2 separate regions of the Cyprinus carpio genome follow, and region 1 is linked to region 2. A link is a contact called in public Hi-C data. All regions are on one chromosome and are shown on one strand. Each heading gives the region's core, a stretch centred on a gene start, on an enhancer-like site or on the middle of the called end of the contact. The rest is flanking DNA. Distances are from core to core; before and after follow the strand shown.

Region 1 (4,091 bases), core at 1,514-4,013, 33 kb after region 2:
AATTTCTTAAGTGCAATTTCCACAAAACTCCAGAAATTACTGACACAAAATCTGTGACTTTTTTTGCAATCAAAACTGATTAAAGAAAAAACAGCTAAATCCTCTCAGAACTGCTTAAAACTGCCTACACAGAGAGCAAGATGGAAAACAGATCGATCGTGTACTCACCTGGGTTGCGTTTTAAAAGTTATCGAAACATTTCAGTTCTCTAACAACAACCCTCTAGAAACGCTTTGACAAAGCACACAGTCAAAGCTGTCAATCACAAACCTGTCTGTAATATAAGCCCCACGTGCCTGACTTAATACAATTTCACACTCACGAGCTAAACGCGATTGTACCTGACACTAATTCACCTCGAAGGCCAACATAACGATATATTTAATAAGCGAGCAAAATTGCTAAGCGACTTAAATCTCCGCTGAACACAATCACCAATCACTTAAAGCTGGGAAACCTGTCAGTCCTTCAACAGCTCAGATAACTAACATTAAACATACAGAGACCTGCCTCGCACACAAGCTCAGGTGAATAACTGACAGCGTTTACTGACTGTATTCAACACACTGAACACCCAAACCTGTCCACAAGCAGACACACGTCTGATATTTCTGCTACAAATCACAAGATTCACTCTGAGCTCAAACCGAAAGCGCAGCGAGGCTATTAAACGCTGCTGACCAGGGCTCCGAGCTGATGCCGTCTGCGACTAAATACACTTTAATATAAAGAATAGTAATGTTAGCGACTTTGAAACGGAAAGATACAACTCAAATACGACTACTGCCTCTCGCACATTTTTTTTAATAAAAGCTAAAGGTTGTGCGTTTCTCCGTTACACGGCGGAGCAACACAAAATGGCGACCGTGGGCAGCTCAGACGAGTCCTTATGCTCAAAGTCGCTAAAACACCGAGGGCCACACCATTACAGTCCGATTAAATGAGCTCATATGCATTCAAAACATTTGTTAAGGAAATGTAATGCGGCTGAGACACTGTAATAGTCATGAAAAGTGGGGGAATGCGCTGCACATTTCCTCCGAACATCACCCGCTACCAGTGCTAACGGTGTATGACACGGAATTGTCCGGCGTCGTGTAACGTTACGTATCACACTGTGTGTGTGTGTGTGTGTGTGTGCAATCACAACACACACTAGTCTCACCCCAAAGCGTGAAACAACCACGGCCCGCGATTAATACTCATCTGTCAATGTCAGAGGCTCGAAACGAGCGCAGATCACATGAACCCGACTTAATTAATCTGACCGCGCGGAAAGTGTACGCTTATTCTCGTTCAATTGTACGTCAAATCCTCCGGCATTCCCGCACAGAGAAACGTGAGATCCTCGCGTCAAGCTGCGCAGAGCAGGGACGCGATCCTGTGCTAGCACTGGACAGCCAACGGCCTAATGCTAATAAACAAGCTCAGAGCCCTTCGTTAGCCGCTTTCTTTGACGCACACGCGATGTACACGGGGAAATGCGGCGCTAAAACACAACAGCGACCAGCCCAAGAACGCAAGCATACCCAAACTGAGCCGTTATCACGAATAAGTTAGTCTTTCCTAGCTGCTAGCGTTAGCACTCGGCGACACACAGGCCGCTTTCACCGCGCGCAGCAGTACAATCATTTCAGCGCTGACTAGCGCGCTTGACCGCTGCACGAAACGACGCGGCGCATGCCGGGACAATCAATAAGAAATAAACGCTTTGCGTGAGTGGAAAGGTCGCTTGTTTGTTTACCTTCTTTATTTTGTTGTGAGGGCGCGCGGGCTCTTTCTCTCCCACAATCCAGAACAAACAGCTCGAGACGTCGGTGACGTCATGCGCGCGGAGGACGCACAGGACGTGAGGACCGCGAGCGCCGCTGTCACACGTGTGAGCGATTATTTAAACCCGCTCAACTCTGATCTCCCTTCCGTTTGCTGTGCGATCGCTCTTATTTAAACGACCCTGCGCCTGAAATAACAATAGAAGTGCGTGATGAAATCACGATTTAGGAAATAAATTCTACTGTTTGTGAAGTAACTTTAAAAAAATATCTATCTATCTGTCTATCTGTCTGTCTGTCTATACGCAAGACTTGATGCCACTTAAAGACATTAAAACAAGTAGCCTAAAGGAGTGTATAAAGCTTTACTTGTAAATATAAAGACTTATTTCTACAGTTCTGACTGATTTTAAATTATCATTTTGGCTGCCCTTGAAATGACTCAAAGCATTAACAATTACCTGAAGTAAATATGTTTTAAGGAGTAAATATGTTTTTAAGCTCATTTAAGGATCTGAATTTATTGCATGGAGCGAGAACATGCCTACAATGAAAATGCACTGAGATTTTAATCATAAGAGAGTGCATTATGAGTCAGTGAAAGAGAACAAATGGGGAAAATAACACCTATGATCATTTTTAGGGAAAAGTGGGGCCTAGTCTCAAAATATACCATATAATTAAAAACAATGAGTCATTGTTACAACATGTGGAAAGTGTTGAGAAACATGCAAGCATTAGAACTGGTAAAATATGCCCTTTTCACAGACTGCAGGTTCACTCAAGGTTGTCACCTTAAAGTCAAATTTTGCAGAGAAGTAGCCTTCATATTTATGATTTATGCAATCTGGTCATATTATTTGGAAAAATTTATATAATTTAGATTTTATTTGTTTATTTTTTTGTAACTAAAATTAATTAATTAAAATATTAAACAAATTAGGAATATAAATATTTAGACTACATATATGCATTGAAGTTAAGACAGCCGAAGATTAAGGGAAAAATGCTTGTAATTAAGCCAGTCTCCCAGACCATTTATTTGTGGTACAAAAATAGCTCAGTGACAGTTGTTTCCACACAGTCACATGGGGTTTATTTTGAAAGGTGGACTTCTCCGAAGGCAAGGGACATTTGCTACACAGAGCCCGTGTCTCTAGCCTATCTCTCTCCTAATTATCAAAATTAGACATGAGCAATTCTTTAATGCACCTGCTTTTATTACCAACACGACTAAGCTTATGGATTCTCTCTTTAGTGTATTACATTCTGGTGTACGGCACAGCTGGAATCACCGCTTGTTTGGTTCTGATCCGAATTGCCTGGACTGGATTTAAGGATCCATATGGGACCTTTCAATGGACCGCTCGAGAGAGACCCCCAGACTGCCTCAAAGACCCTTCACTTGGGCACCACGGGTATCTGAAGGGCAGGGTGAGAGGATTTATAGCCTACTGAAGAATATTCTCAATTATTTATCTGATGCCTTTAAAACATTGAACAAAGTTATATGTAGAACATCATTATATATACTGTCGAAGATGTAAATAAAACTATTATTGGAGTGAAAAAAATACGATTTCAGTCTTTCGACTTAAAAAATGTCACTTTAAATCAATTTGTTACTTGCCGTTTCTTTGTAAGTTTATGAAATCTACAAATAATTTCTGAGTAAAATTTGTTTTAAAGTAAATTATCTGATCTGAGAGCGTGATCTGTGTTCGTTCTTTAGTGAGAAAGGTGAATGAAAGGCGAATGAAAGGCTGAAGCATGATCCATGTCCATGTCTTGTGCTCTTGCGCCACCTGTGTTTAGACACAGAACACGACGTTCCTCAATCTATTCCACATTCCTTTGTCTTTACTCAAATCACACTTAGCAGCGTTCATTAGTCAGTGTTTATTTCCAATCTTTCTCAGATTTGATAAGATTGTGATAAGATTTCATAAGATTGCTGGAATAGTGATTGAAAAGAGTGGTGATGTATTCGCAGTTTCCTATTTATTTACTTAAGTTATACGTACTTAGTTTGCTTAGTAGTAGTTTTGTGACATCTTTTTCTTGTTCTTCTTCTTTTTTTTTTAACCCTTTAGAGCTCGGGCTTGAGGTTTCATTATGTAACCAAAGGAGACCACAGAAAGCCTCTAATGCTGTTTCTTCATGGTTTCCCAGAAAACTGGTTATTTCCTCATTCATTTTCTATTTCTGCTTATTTTATACTGTAGACCTGATGCAGTAAGTTTTGTAAAGTGTCTCTGCGTATTGTTTTCTTCTAAGTGAAAGCATTCAGACATTTCAGATATAACGTTAATAATAATG
Region 2 (4,007 bases), core at 340-2,839:
TCTGTCAAAGCATCCTCCAGTGTGTTTTCCTGCAGTCAAATTAGGGGTATTTACAGCTGCTGGTCAAACAATAAAAAAGGAACTGAACTTGTGTTCAGTTATTTATTATACACAAGCTTTGGCTGTAGTAAAAACAATCGTGTTATAGTGATTTTACAGCACAGCAGCTGCCAATTGTCCTGCACCAGGCCCACAGCAAAGCCTCTCACTGACACACTTCATTTCACTTCTCTTTAGCTTCTTGTTACAACATTCAATCATGATATTAGGCCAATCTTTGGGTCTCAATCATGAAACCTGAGCAGAACAAACTCAAAGTTGTTCATAAAACTCCATGCAACAGTTTACACAAGAATGGTTTTAAAAACTATTTATACAAATTTGTTACGCTTGTTTCCTGACGCATGCACTTTGACTAATAATGTGAGTACAAGTAAAATGTGATTAATTTCTCAGTGGTACGGCAGAGCATTACTCCAGCTCAACTAGTAGAGAAACAAGATCAGGGGTTCAATTCCCAGGGAAAACACAAGCTAATGAAACATAAAAGCATCTGCCAAATGAATAAAAATGTCCACAATGAAATGCAGCAGTTCACAAAAAGCATATCATAAGCCATTTCCTAAACACACACACACACTATACCTACATGTACTCAAATTTAAATGCCTGTACAACAGGAAAATGAAGACACTACAAAAAGAACCACTGAACTGTTGTTTGGTAACAATGAATTAAAATGAATTCACAGAAAGCAATAAAAAAATCTTGAATTTTTAGAGAAAGAAATGTAATAAATTATATAAACAAATGTCATTATCTTTTTGTCATACTTGAGATCTACTTATACTACTACAATAACAAGTATTCAACAAAGACTAGAAAAGAAATCCACAGTTTGTGGTTGGGGGGAAATGGAATCAGAAATCAGAAAATCTGTTGGAATCAGCAGCTGAAATAGTTTCGAAAATTAGTTTAGATAGTTTAGCAGCATTCTTTAGAAACAACACCAATTTCTATGGTAACATATCCAAAACTGTAAAAAGAGAAATAATAATAATAAAAAAAACACTTCTGAAGTCTTAAATACAGACTTTGACCAAAAAACAAAAAATTATATTATATTATATAATATTATATATATATATATAGAGAGAGAGAGAGAGAGAGAGAGAGAGAGAGAGAGATAAACCTCATATTTCAGCCTAATAAATGATTATGCAATGCTATATATAACTGTTATATAACAAAAAAAAACAAAACAGATACTTGCATAAATCACATAAATGGCACGTTTCAACTACAGAACAGCAATTTTCACCAAAAGGTGACAGGTTTTCAGGTATGAAATAAACTGAGTGTAGAACAAACTGAATATATATAAATAAATAAAAAAATTATACTTTTGGTAAACTAGGGGGTTTCCATTCTCCCACGTAGACCTGTCAAATCTCAGGACCCTCAGTGTTCAGATCAATCCAAGACACCAATCGTTTACAAGATGCTAATAGCTCCATCTGTAGTGAAGGTCCCTGGATTGGGCAACGGTCTGTGACTGTAACTCCAGAACAGGATGTGTGTGAGCAAGTTTTCTAGAGGGCAAATATTTCTTTTGCATCTGCCAGAGCCTGTAGCTGCTGTGAGAGTCTGTGGGTCTGACCAGCATTCTTTGTTCATGCTGTGGATCTCTGGAGAGCTCAGGATGCGGGAGTTCAGCTCAGAGTTAACTTCACTGTTCCGATCAGCTCTGTAATGGGGGACATCATGTCCAAGTCATACACAGAGCACAAGAAAAATCTTCAGTCTGAAGCCACAAGCACACACACAAAAGTACCCCAAGCTAAAAATACCCCCAACTGTGGAGGAAATGCAACCAACAACAGGGTGGGCTGGGGCTGAGCTGAATTACCCCGTGGGTCAACTGACATGACACATTCCACTTGTTTTCCGAGTCTAAAAGTATCTGTACACACACAAAGCAGTTGTTTATGTCTGACTAACAGCATTCCTGATGACTCACCTAGTGACGAGAGGAACAGTGGTCACATGACCACCGTATCAACCCTAGAGCTCAGACGCAGAAAAAGAGGGAACTGATGATCTGCCAGCGTGACTAGCCAGGAAAGAACGCCAAACTGTCGGTTACCAGTAAATGCTCGCTCATACACCGCTCCAGGGAAACATTTAGCGCCTACCTAAAAATCAAGTTTAAACTCATATAGACGAATACACGTCACACAAAGCTGACCTAATTACACTACACTTACACAATCATTTTAAAAAGCTGTTCTTTTGAACTTTCAACTCACCAGAGAATTCTGAAGAAAATGCATTATTTTCTTAAATATTAAGACACAAATCAGCATATTAGAATGATTTCTGAAGGATCACGTAACACTGAAGACTGGAGTAACAATGCTGAAAATTTAACTACATAAAAAAAAAAAAAAAAAATTTCAAATAAAAAAAAGTTATTTTAAATCGTAATATTATTTTACAATATTACTGTTTTTTGATTAAATAAATGTAGACTCAACCCCAAACATTTCAACAGTGGTGTATGCCTGAATTTTTCGTATTCAACAACGCCAATGCTATAATCTCATTCTAAAGCACGCCGTTCATTACAGACAACAATTTTGATCCATCCCTCAGTCTGTAAGAATAATGGAAAACTTTTTTAGGGCCCTATGAAATACATTTCTTTTTTTCCTCACATTCCATTTTATATTTATCAGATTCCATTTTAATAGTTAATTTTTTTTTAACAATCAAAAAGTATGTGTAATTAATTTAATTCATAAGAATAACAATTTATTATAGTTTTTTACAATAATAAGAAATTCTGCACTGTGTATTTTAATTTTTCTGTTGAAAGCATTAAATATGAATTTAATTGATCTTTTAATCAAAGTTAAACAATTAAACCTGATTAGTATTTCTACATTAGAATGTGTATTTCTGCCACAATTTCTTCCAATTAAACTGAGTGTTTAATTGGATGTGTTGCCTTCAAGACCTTTGAGTTTCTGTATGTATACGATATGATGATTTACATGGCCAAAGTCATCAAGTCATTCTTTTAATAGTCTCCTATTAAAGTATCAATCCAAGTGCAATGTGGTTTCACATTGACTGACTAAAAACATTAAATATATGCAATTTCTGTTTATTTTATAAACCACATTGAGTCAAAAGATGAGTGACAGCTATGTAGCTTCACTGTGAATGTGAACTTTGACGCACATAACGGTCAACAGCAGTCTACTCATAACTGCTGATGGTTAATGTGCCTCCAGTTGCTAATATTTCTTTTATCAAACAGCATAGGCTGTTGGCACTTGTTTGTTTACAGTACAGAGACTATAGATAATACTATGTCAAACACTTGGTTTACTGTAAGCTGTGCTGCAATTAAATACGACTGATGCATCAGAAATGCTGTTGACAGAGCTTAACTAGAACTTACCCAGAAGTTTCCTTTAAAGCTCAAGAGGTCTCTTGAATTCACCTAACTATTAGGGCTGTCGCAGTGAAGGAATTTCCCTTGCAGTAATTTTGAGTGGCTCAATAGCGCAATATATGGTATTTTCGCCATATATACATAACAGAACATATGTGTTACAATATAACGAGGTCATATTCAGAAACCAATGAAACCGAAACCAAATGGATCTGAAACAGGAAGTGAAGTATACAGAAGAGAATGACAAAATAACGATCCACATAACAGAACATAAACCTGACAATAAGATTGTTAGGCGATTGTTAGCCTATATGTATGACAGTTCGTTCTGATCCTCGAATCTGACTGGACAAGAGATTTTCGAATGATATTTCCACCTGTGCGTTCTAGACGGGCTGTCTGTCAATCTCTAAACCATTCATTCAACTACACGTTCAAAAATGCTAATTCATTCAAAGAGAGATGTAAAGAAAAACACTGTTGAAATCATTTTAACTTTGAGTGCCACATTAGAAGGCTCAGCTGACCAGCAGTCGATGCT

What was found. Hi-C and Micro-C count contacts between places; a contact is called where the count stands out from the background.
Region 1: a contact with region 2 is called in a Hi-C map of skeletal muscle, with 4 times the contacts expected there. The contact joins the promoter of LOC109044870 here to the enhancer-like site in region 2. A contact is called at or near these places in 2 of 8 Hi-C or Micro-C datasets (both in skeletal muscle).

Annotation. Positions count from the first base shown.
Region 1 is chrB3:12,716,132-12,720,222 of ASM1834038v1, forward strand. It overlaps LOC109044870 (epoxide hydrolase 4), which reads left to right and starts at 2,764. Exons shown (of 6, transcript XM_042719763.1): 1 at 2,764-3,206; 2 at 3,866-3,951. The coding sequence starts at 2,964. LOC122136488 (a long non-coding RNA gene) reads right to left here and starts at 1,913. Exons shown (of 3, transcript XR_006154169.1): 1 at 1,745-1,913.
Region 2 is chrB3:12,683,897-12,687,903 of ASM1834038v1, forward strand. All of the region lies in intron 1 of brd4 (bromodomain-containing protein 4), which reads right to left. Among protein-coding and RNA genes, the nearest start is that of brd4, 12 kb to the right of the region's middle. Within about 2 kb of position 1,590, at least 2 of the 8 cell types and tissues checked have an H3K27ac peak or open chromatin away from gene starts, as enhancers often do. A contact at or near this core is called in skeletal muscle, where this site is marked.